Regions from separate parts of the Mus musculus genome. Here regions 1 and 3 are each linked to region 2. The links are chromatin contacts, called in public Hi-C and promoter capture Hi-C maps. All regions are on one chromosome and are shown on one strand. Each heading gives the region's core, a stretch centred on a gene start, on an enhancer-like site or on the middle of the called end of the contact. The rest is flanking DNA. Distances are from core to core; before and after follow the strand shown. Region 1 has its middle 25 kb from the start of Lncppara. Region 2 holds the start of 5031439G07Rik (RIKEN cDNA 5031439G07 gene). Region 3 holds the start of Wnt7b (wingless-type MMTV integration site family, member 7B).

The links. Promoter capture Hi-C pulls out the DNA fragments that hold promoters and counts their contacts. Hi-C and Micro-C count contacts between places; a contact is called where the count stands out from the background.
Region 1: a Hi-C map of cortical neurons shows a contact between it and region 2, with 5 times the contacts expected there. The contact joins the enhancer-like site here to the promoter of 5031439G07Rik in region 2. A contact is called at or near these places in 2 of 484 Hi-C or Micro-C datasets (both in cortical neurons), 1 of 115 datasets of contacts at active chromatin or transcription factors (pancreatic cancer cells) and 1 of 9 other capture datasets (adipose tissue).
Region 3: a contact with region 2 is called in a promoter capture Hi-C map of stem cell-derived epiblast-like cells, with 2.5 times the contacts expected there. The contact joins the promoter of Wnt7b here to the promoter of 5031439G07Rik in region 2. A contact is called at or near these places in 5 of 39 promoter capture datasets (cranial neural crest, embryonic stem cells, frontonasal cranial neural crest and 2 more), 3 of 484 Hi-C or Micro-C datasets (the N1E-115 cell line, embryonic stem cells and palatal mesenchyme) and 4 of 115 datasets of contacts at active chromatin or transcription factors (embryonic forebrain, embryonic midbrain, forebrain and 1 more).

What each region holds. Positions count from the first base shown.
Region 1 is chr15:85,677,691-85,680,469 of GRCm38.p6, reverse strand. No RefSeq gene overlaps it. Among named protein-coding and RNA genes, the nearest start is that of Lncppara, 25 kb to the left of the region's middle. Within about 2 kb of position 1,324, at least 136 of the 459 cell types and tissues checked have an H3K27ac peak or open chromatin away from gene starts, as enhancers often do. A contact at or near this core is called in cortical neurons, where this site is marked.
Region 2 is chr15:84,986,485-84,989,265 of GRCm38.p6, reverse strand. 5031439G07Rik (RIKEN cDNA 5031439G07 gene) reads left to right here and starts at 1,295. Exons shown (of 10, transcript NM_001033273.3): 1 at 1,295-1,657. The coding sequence starts at 1,594. It overlaps Gm39558 (a long non-coding RNA gene), which reads right to left and starts at 1,231. Exons shown (of 4, transcript XR_875533.1): 1 at 1,134-1,231; 2 at 1-111.
Region 3 is chr15:85,580,541-85,583,444 of GRCm38.p6, reverse strand. Wnt7b (wingless-type MMTV integration site family, member 7B) reads left to right here and starts at 1,624. Exons shown (of 4, transcript NM_009528.3): 1 at 1,624-2,065. The coding sequence starts at 1,995. AU022754 (expressed sequence AU022754) reads right to left here and starts at 2,303. Exons shown (of 5, transcript NR_040433.1): 1 at 2,028-2,303; 2 at 1-1,195.

The DNA of each region.
Region 1 (2,779 bases), core at 75-2,574, 690 kb before region 2:
CCCCAGATATTACCCACACTGCACTGTTAAGCCAAGAAAAAGCTTTCTTCTTTTTAAAATAAAATTTAAAAATTAATTTAAAAATTAAAATTAAAATGAAATGAAACGAAAGGCAGAAAGAACCAAATCCCTAAACTGTGGGAACGGTGGCATTAGGGATTCGGGACAGAATAAAAGAGCCTCTGTTTCTGAACATGAAGGTCCTCCCTCCTGTGTGTGGCTGGCCCTGCCTGCGTCCTTTGCTGGAGGACCCTATGATGGTTCTGGGGTTTCCCTCTCTGCTACTCCCAGTACTGCCAAAAAATTAAAAAAAAAAAAAGCAGTGTAATAACAAGACCCCCTTCAACAACAAAAAACAACACAAGGCATGGAAGGGTGGTTTGCCGACGGATGCCTGCTCCAGCCCTCATTCAGCTCCTAACAGAACACGCAGCCATGGTGAATACCGAACCGTGTGTTTTCATTATCATTTCGAAAGCCCTAGCTTTGGATCTTAAAAATAAATGGCTTGGCTTCTGCTCCTTTCCTGCAGTTTTTTTGGCAGTGCCTGCTTCAGTCAGGATTGGGGGTGGGGGTGGGGTGGGGGTGTCTCTGAAATAGAATTTGGGGTTTGGGTTAAGCCACTTAGAGGGAAGGAGACATAGCAGGCACACGGAGGAGCACAAGATGGCAGGGCCCTCAGCTCATCCCCAAGCAGGAGAAGGCAAGAAGGTCACTTACCAGGAACAGGAGGACAGGGTCACTTTCTCAAAAGCCAGCAAGTGAAAATGATGTCTCCCTTGCCCAGGCTAGGTAAGGGGGCTCCTGCCAGCCAGCAGGCCATGCCCAGGTGCCAGCCTCTGTCGGACAGGCCCATGGACCTCCTGGGTTCTGGCGTCCATCAGTCCGTAGGTCCTGGCCTGGGCCTTGGCCGCTCTGGCACCCAGGGTTAGGGCTGCCAGGAGTAAGTGGCGCTGGGGGAAAACCCTGCTGCCAGCCCAGGAGGACGAAGAAAATACTACTTTTGTCTCCTGCTCTCTCTCAATCTGGCACTGGCTCCCAGGGAAGGGGGGGGGGCAGAGGCGGCCGCTACAGCTCTGCCCCGCCCACCGGGAATTTTCGAAAGATGCTCGTGGGTGCCTGGAGGATGGCAGACGTGGCAGAGGCGGGTGGGCCGGGCCCCCAAACCCACCACCAAAAAAAAAAAGGTGGGGGCTGGACGGCGGGGAGGGGAGGGAGGATGCCACCGTGCCTGACCACTCAGCAGCTAGCCTGAGGATGCCTGGAGCACCAGCCCAGCCTCAGCCCGGGTAACAGCCAGCTCTGTAGAAGGGCAGGGTGGCCCTGGCGCCATGTTGCGACTGCCTGGCTAGCCAAGCCCTTCTGAGGGGCCTGGAGTCCGGGCAGCCTAAACTGCTCCAGATAGAGGCCGCATTGTTCCTAAGCTGGGTTCTACAGAGTAGCAGGAGGTAGCCGGCCCTCCACTGTTCTCCTGTGGGAGAACCAGAGCAGCTCCCACTCCACCAGCTCAGGGTGACCCATCCCGATCCGTCTCAGCCAGGAGTCTCGGTTATGGGTTTGACTTTAGCTAGTGTTCACAAGACTGCTCACAGCCTCTGTTCTCTTGTCTATGTAACGAAAAGGGATACATCTCCTACTTGTCGTAGCTGACTGGGATGCAGAAAGCAATCTGCCTGGTGCTGAGCACTGTACTCCGTACCAATGCCTGGGAGAGCCAAGAGCATCTCAGGGTGAGTGAGCAGCCAAGAACACGGAGAATGGGTGCCAAGGTAGAACTGAGCTACATCACCTCTGTCCTCCCAGATCCTTCCATGTTACCAAAGCCATTCCTTGTCACTGCCTTGGGGACACATTCCTACGTTCCAGCCCTCTGAAACAGCCAGAGGAGCGAAGGACCCGATTGGGCGATTTTGCTGAAACTTATCTCCTACGGGTTGCCCGCCTGTGCTGCGTTGGCTTGGCTGGCCGCTCGGCTTCGTGTCACTCTGTGCCCTTTATGTGATATCAGAGAGCACTCTGTGAGTCTGGAGTATGGGAAACAGCTCATGAGTGGGATGTGCCATCTCTCCTCAGATACCTGGGCACCACCGGTCCAGCTCTGCCACAGAGGATGGTGTGGAGGGACCACTATGCAAGAGTCTAACTCCTCATCATCATGTGGGGCACACTAAGGGCCTCTCTGTATGTAACGATTCCGGTAAAGGATGGGCAGGCAAACCACGATCTGCCCTGGGTAGCCTGCTTGTTTCATACTGCTTTCTGCCTGCTCAGACAGTCACACTGAAGGCCGAGAAGAGGGTGGGTAGAGTGAGCAGGGGGTGGGGGGGACAGCCGGGAGGAGTCTCTGGTCTCTAGCTCTGGCCTCACGTATACGGCCACGTGACTGCTTGCCAGCTGACACCAGAGACAAAGCAGGTAGCATTCCGATGCCATGCGCTCGACCAAGAACGCTGGGAATCCATGCCAGCAATGGCTTGGCATGGCTGCCAAGAGCCTGGCCCTGGGAGGAGAAGGGTCCCTATGCTTTGTGAAATGGGACCTGTTCTGCTAGTCTACAATACAGAGAAGCTACTGAAAACCTACCAGTGGTTAGTTGGGGGTCCTACTGAGACAAGGAAGAAGAGGCAGAACCTGGATTATCACAGGGCCATAAGAGAAGACATCACACACACACACACACACACACACACACACACACACACACACACACACACACACACAGTGTTACCACAGTCAGAAGTGACTACTGCTATGCTCAGCTCACCATCCAGGAGACCAC
Region 2 (2,781 bases), core at 46-2,545:
GTCCCACCCCACCTTCCTTAGAGACAATCTTCCTCAGCAGGCCTCTCTCCAGTCTCCATCACACAGCCTGCATTTATTGGGCGCTGGGAATACAGTTGTCAGAAGCCAGGCCTGAGGAATACACAGTGTCTTAGTTAGAGCTGCCATGGTGCAATGTCACAGACGGGAGGCTTAAACCATTCTGAGGACTGGGAAGCCCAAGGGAAAGGGGCTGGTTTTCTGAGACGCCTCCTACAGCTATGCAGTGTGATGTCAGGGGAGTGGTAAGGATGCTGTGCCTAGGAATAATAGAACAGGAGGCAGGCAAGATATAGTTTGTTTGTTTTTGAGGAAATGTATTGGAGGACACTGGGATCCAAAGGAGACAGGAGACTAGGAGAAGGGTATCCCAGACAGGGTGAAGAAGAGTCGGGGCAGACAGAACTTTATGCTTAGCATGATTGTGAGAATTTGACACTGGAAATGTAACTGGCTGAGACCAGCAGTGCATGGTCACCTACCCTGGTCCTGGGAAAGGACCACCGAGTGAGTTCAGAACGTGGCTTCTGGCGGCTGCTCCCTGCATCTTCCTCTTTTAGCACAGGGATGGATGCCCAGCTGGACCTTGGCCTTTAATTAGGATCACATGCAAGCTGATCTGATCCACCTCTGGCCTCTAGTCAGCACAGGAGCTAAGACAGGAAGCAACTCTCTGACCCCTTTTCCTAAGTGTTCAGCAGAGGAAACTGAGGCGTCCCAGGAGACCTCCGAAAGGAGGTGGTAACTTCTTGTTGAGTTTTGTGAAGCAAGTTTTTAGCAGAACCTACTTGGAAGGTTCAGACAGAAATAAGCAGAGCTGGTGTGCTGGAGGCTTCAGGGAATGCACAGGGCGGTGACAAAGCGCAAAATCAGTGAGGCGCAGAGGGGGCGGCTCAGAGGCGTGACTCTACTGGAGGGGGGGCGGGGGGCGGGAGAAAGTGGACTCAGGGTTGGGGAACACGGGCAGCAGGGAAGGTCAGCAGGCCAAGGAAGGTGTGGGAATGAGATGACGAGAACGTCACGCGACAGGTTGGAGCGAGGACGCGATGGGCTTTTGAAGTTGGCAGCAGCTGGTCGCAAGGAAGTAGGCGGGGCCAGGACCAGGGACGACTCACCGCCTTGCCCAGAGATCTGGGCGGAGTTTTAGGAGTATGAGGCAGGGCCTTTGCGTGTCGGGGGCGGGGAAAGGGCGGGTTTGGGGGCGGGCCCGCGTCGGGGGTGGGGCCTGGGCGGTGTCGAGCGCGCGCGGGCGGGCGGTGGCGGAGCTGAGGATCGCAGTGCTCCGCTGTGCTCCGAGGTCGGCGGTGGCGACGGCGGCGGCGGCGACGCACACAAAAGCGGATTGTGGCTTCACTGGTGCTCGCGGCGGGCGGCAGCGGGGCACGGGCGGCGGGGCGTGTCGGTGGCCCCCGCGGGCGCGGCGCGGGCGATGAGCCGGGGCCCGGCATGGCCTCCGCGCGGCCGCCGGGCAGGGCCTGTGCCTCGGCGTCCGCGCCCGCGGGGCTCCGGGCTGGGCCGGCCGCCTCCCGGGAGTCCGTGGACAGCAGCGAAGCGGAGGAGCGCTCGTTGCAGCACATGCTGCGCGCCATAGCCGAGGAGCGCGGACGCCTTAGCCTGCGCCGTGAGGTCTGCGGCCTGGGTGAGTGACGGGGACGGGCGCGCGCGTGAGTGTCCGCGCGAGTCCACCTCCGCTAGTCCCCCTGTGCTCCTTGCCCTCCGTGCATCCCCACCGCCCTGGGCTCTGTCTTTCGGGACCCCAAGTCTCAGTGTCTTTTTGGTACCACAGAACCCCGATCCTTGTGTCTCCGCGTCCCTATCTTCCTCTGACCGCCAGGATATCTGTCCCAGCTCCTTCTTCCTCTTCGTGGTTCCTTAACTCTTCTTCCTTCTCCTGGAAGATCTGGGGGCCCCACTGCTGCTGCAGGGAGTGTGGGCGTGAGATTTTGGGAGGCCCTTGAGTTCAGAGTTCAAGGCAGTGTGCCCTGACCACATTCCCCAGCCCACATGGAAGACCGCGGCTCTTGATTGCTGTAGCCTTTGTCTTTCTGCACCTAAAGGTCCTCTTGTCCATTAGCTCTACAAGGGACCTGTTGGGCCTCTGCCCCTTGACCCACCTACTTAGCACTGGAATCAGGGATTTGCTACAGCCTCTCCGGGTGTGATTCTGGTCTAAGGAGTCATTCAGCTGCTGGGTGGGGTGGGGGTGTCTCATTGTTTGAAAGGGCCTGGGAGGTGTGGGTGGGGTCGTCTTGGATGTGAGGTAATGCATAACTGATACATTTGCCCAGAACCATGTGGCAGAAACCCCCTCCCCTATAATCTTGGGCTTGTCATTTTCTCTAAAAAAAAAAAAAAAGACCCCTCCCTTCTTCATGTAAGGAATGACTTCATTCTATGTTGTGTCCCCTCACCCCCACCTCCCTGTCAGGGCTTGAGTTCTCTTTGAGGGAAGTAACAGCCTTCTAGATCCTGTCAGTGCTCCAAAGTGGAAGTGTACCCTGGTACCCTGGTAGGACCACAGTAGCAGAGGGAGAGGGTAACACCTGGAACTCAGGGTCCCTTGGTAGGCCACGCCCGGGAGGCTCTGTGAAAAGCAGAAGTGAATTTCAATTCTTTTTTTTTTTTTTTTTTTGAAGGAGACTTTTTTAGCACCTGGCCTTCTTAGGCAGCAGGGTCTAGCCCAGCTCACCTCAGCAAAGTTCTCTTGTCAGGCAGGTACAGCCACCTGGGGGTATAGATAAGGACACAGATTTTAGTGGGTTT
Region 3 (2,904 bases), core at 375-2,874, 590 kb before region 2:
AGGAGGAGGCACGCGTGGATGCTGTTGCTATTCCAGCCCCGATGCAGCCACATAAATATTTTGTCTCACTAACAGACCCCAAGACAGGGGTTGTTGGTGGGGACGGTGGAATAGCCCCCAGACTCCAAGGCAAAGTGAGGAATCCCTAACCATTTCAAGTCCAGCTCTTGTGGCAAGCGTTGCTCCCTGTCGCCACGGGATGGCAGCATCCACCTGCCAAGCTACCAGGCTGTTCTGCTTGCTCCCAGCCACCTGGCCCAGCTCAGCTCCCTGCCTACCAAGTTGTGCGACATCCAGAGTTCTTGGTTTCAGGGGACAGTGGTGTGGGACTGCAACTACCGTTTGACATCTGTGCCTTAGTTTCCCTGCTTGTGATGTCCAAATTCTCCTTTCTAAAGAGTCCTCCAACTCAAAACGATCTGCACAGCTGCACCTGCCGGCTTCTGGACCTGGGGTTCAGGAGCGACTCTCTCTCTCCCGGGTCGGGTCGTGGCAAAAGTTCAGAGGATTTGGAGAGATTAAGAGGGGATTAGGGGCAGGGACGGTAGCTTTTGAGCTCGAGGTTCCGGGCTGAGGACAGCGCCCCCTCATACCCCTCCTCATTTCCACACCAGGCAATTGGGTGTTGGCCAGTTTAAAGACGAGCGCCCTCCGAGTTCATCCCCTTGTCATAAGGGCGCCATTTGATGCTGCTGTCCGGGGCTGTAGACGCTTGAAAACCTGGCACACACCCCCCACCCACCCACCATGTGTCTGGTTACTAGCTGGTCCGCTGTGCTAAGACAGACCTAGCTGTGACAGGCAGTGTCCCTGTCACCCATTTATCCAGGATAGGATCAAGCGAGACACACCACAGGATGTGCCAGGCACCTAGGCCAGTCTGACTTCCCACTTTAGCGGTTCAACAAGAATCAGATCTGACACCCGCCCGCATCGGACAGGCCTGCAGAGTGAGACAGAATCCTCAGACTGGGACTCTCCAAGGATGCCTTTCTGAGTCTCTCTGTCATGGTGCCACTTTTAATGCTGGGCAGGCTGGTGTGTCTACCAGTCTCAAGTCCCACGCTCTGCTTGCGCTCTGCAGTGCCGGGCACTGGAACGAGTTTTCCCCGAGTTTGTTGGGCAGGTAACAATGCCTGATCCGGAGTTGTGGCCCTGGAAGCACCCACGTAGGTAACGTCTAGGGGAAAGATGTCTGCACATAGAAAGGAGATGGTGGTGGGTGGTCTCTCTCTCTTTAACTAGAAACTGGAAACCAAGTGACCACCAAGCCCTGAGCGGGTAGTTTCTTAGCCCCCGCCCCTACCCCCACCTTCACTGTCTCTGAGGAGCGCAGGTGTCTCTTTGGAGCCGCACCCTCTCCCCTCCCTCCCCTCTTCCCACGCAGTCCTGGGAGGGCGATCGGAAGGGAGCTGGCCTGGGGAGGGGGGGCGAGGGGTTAGATGCGTTCGTGTGTCACGGGGGAGGGAGGAGAAAAGGGAGGGGAGAGCCAGGGAGCGCGCGCGAGAGAGCGCGCTGCGAGCGAGGAGGGCGGGCGGGAGGCGGATCCTCCTACCTGGGGCGCGCTCGCCTGCTCGCGGCTCGCTTGCCGGGGCCGCGAGTCACCTGGGGAGGCGGACAAGTGCGGACACATTGGCCGCCCCGGCGCACCGCGAGGCGCGCACGGCCCCAGGCGGCTAAGCCCAGTGGAGGCAGCGCCCGCCCGCTGCTCCTGGCCCCGGCCTGCGCTCGCAGAGTCCCACGGTCACTCCGCTGGGCTCCGAGGTCGCGGTTCCCCGCCCGGGTCACTCCCCCGGGCGCACGCGGCGGCTGCGGCGCCCTGGGCTCACCATGGTGGCAACGCGTGCCGGGTGCCCACGCGTCGCCCGCCTCCCGAGCCGAAGCGCCGGCTGAGCGTGGTCCTACCGCAGCTCCCTGGCTCCTGCCCGGCCCCTGCCCACCCGCGCGTCCCCTCCGGCCGCAGCTGTCTATGGCGCAGCCCCCCTCCCTGGATCATGCACAGAAACTTTCGAAAGTGGATCTTTTACGTGTTTCTCTGCTTTGGCGTCCTCTACGTGAAGCTCGGGTGAGTATTTCTCTGGGCGGGGGGCTGCAGACGGGGAGCCGGCAGCCACCAGAGCCTCCTCCAGCGGACCTGGGGATAGGAGTTGGTGGGGGAGGGCGTTTCTTGAAGTGGCCAGGCTGGCTGGTATCTCCGGCCCTCAACCCAGCCTCGTTGAGACTCAACCGAGCCCCCCCGGAGCCAGAGATCCTCCGGAGGGGCGCGGAGCCAATACGCAGCAGGGACAGCGCGGTCCGCGGACGGCCGCAGCGGGGCTCGCGGGTAGCGGCGAGCGTGCCGGGCGCGTACTTTCACCTGTTTGGGCTCCAGGCCCCGGGGGTGGGACGCGCCTTCCCTCCCCCGGGCTGCGCTGGGCGCCGAGCCCGGGCCGAGCGCTAGCCGCCGGGAGGGCGCGCCGGGCCGGGGGGGGGGTGCGTGGGGCATCCCCGGCGGGGGAGATCGGGGCGCGCACTCGCCGCGAGCGCGCAGGCCTTGCACCCGCCGCGGCCCTTCGTCTCTATCCATCACCCGGACATGTTGAAATTACCTTGACAACTCGTCCGGCTGGCTCGGGATGGGCCGTGGGGCTGGCGCAGCAGCCTCGGGCTCCGTCCCGGGCCCGCGCCCCCGCCCGCCCGGGGCCTTGCGCCCGGCCCCCTCTCACCGAGCTCCCCCTGGCGCGGCCGGCCGGGCGGGCTCCAGGCGGGCCGCGCTCGCTGCTCGCCGCCGTAGCTGCTCCGAGTCGTATTTCCACATTCCTGAACCCAGCCGAGTCCTTACCTGTTGAGCCGCGATCTCCTTTAGACGGAATCTGTCTCGGCCTCCCCGGATTGGGGGTGGAGGGGCAGTGTGACCGAACGGAG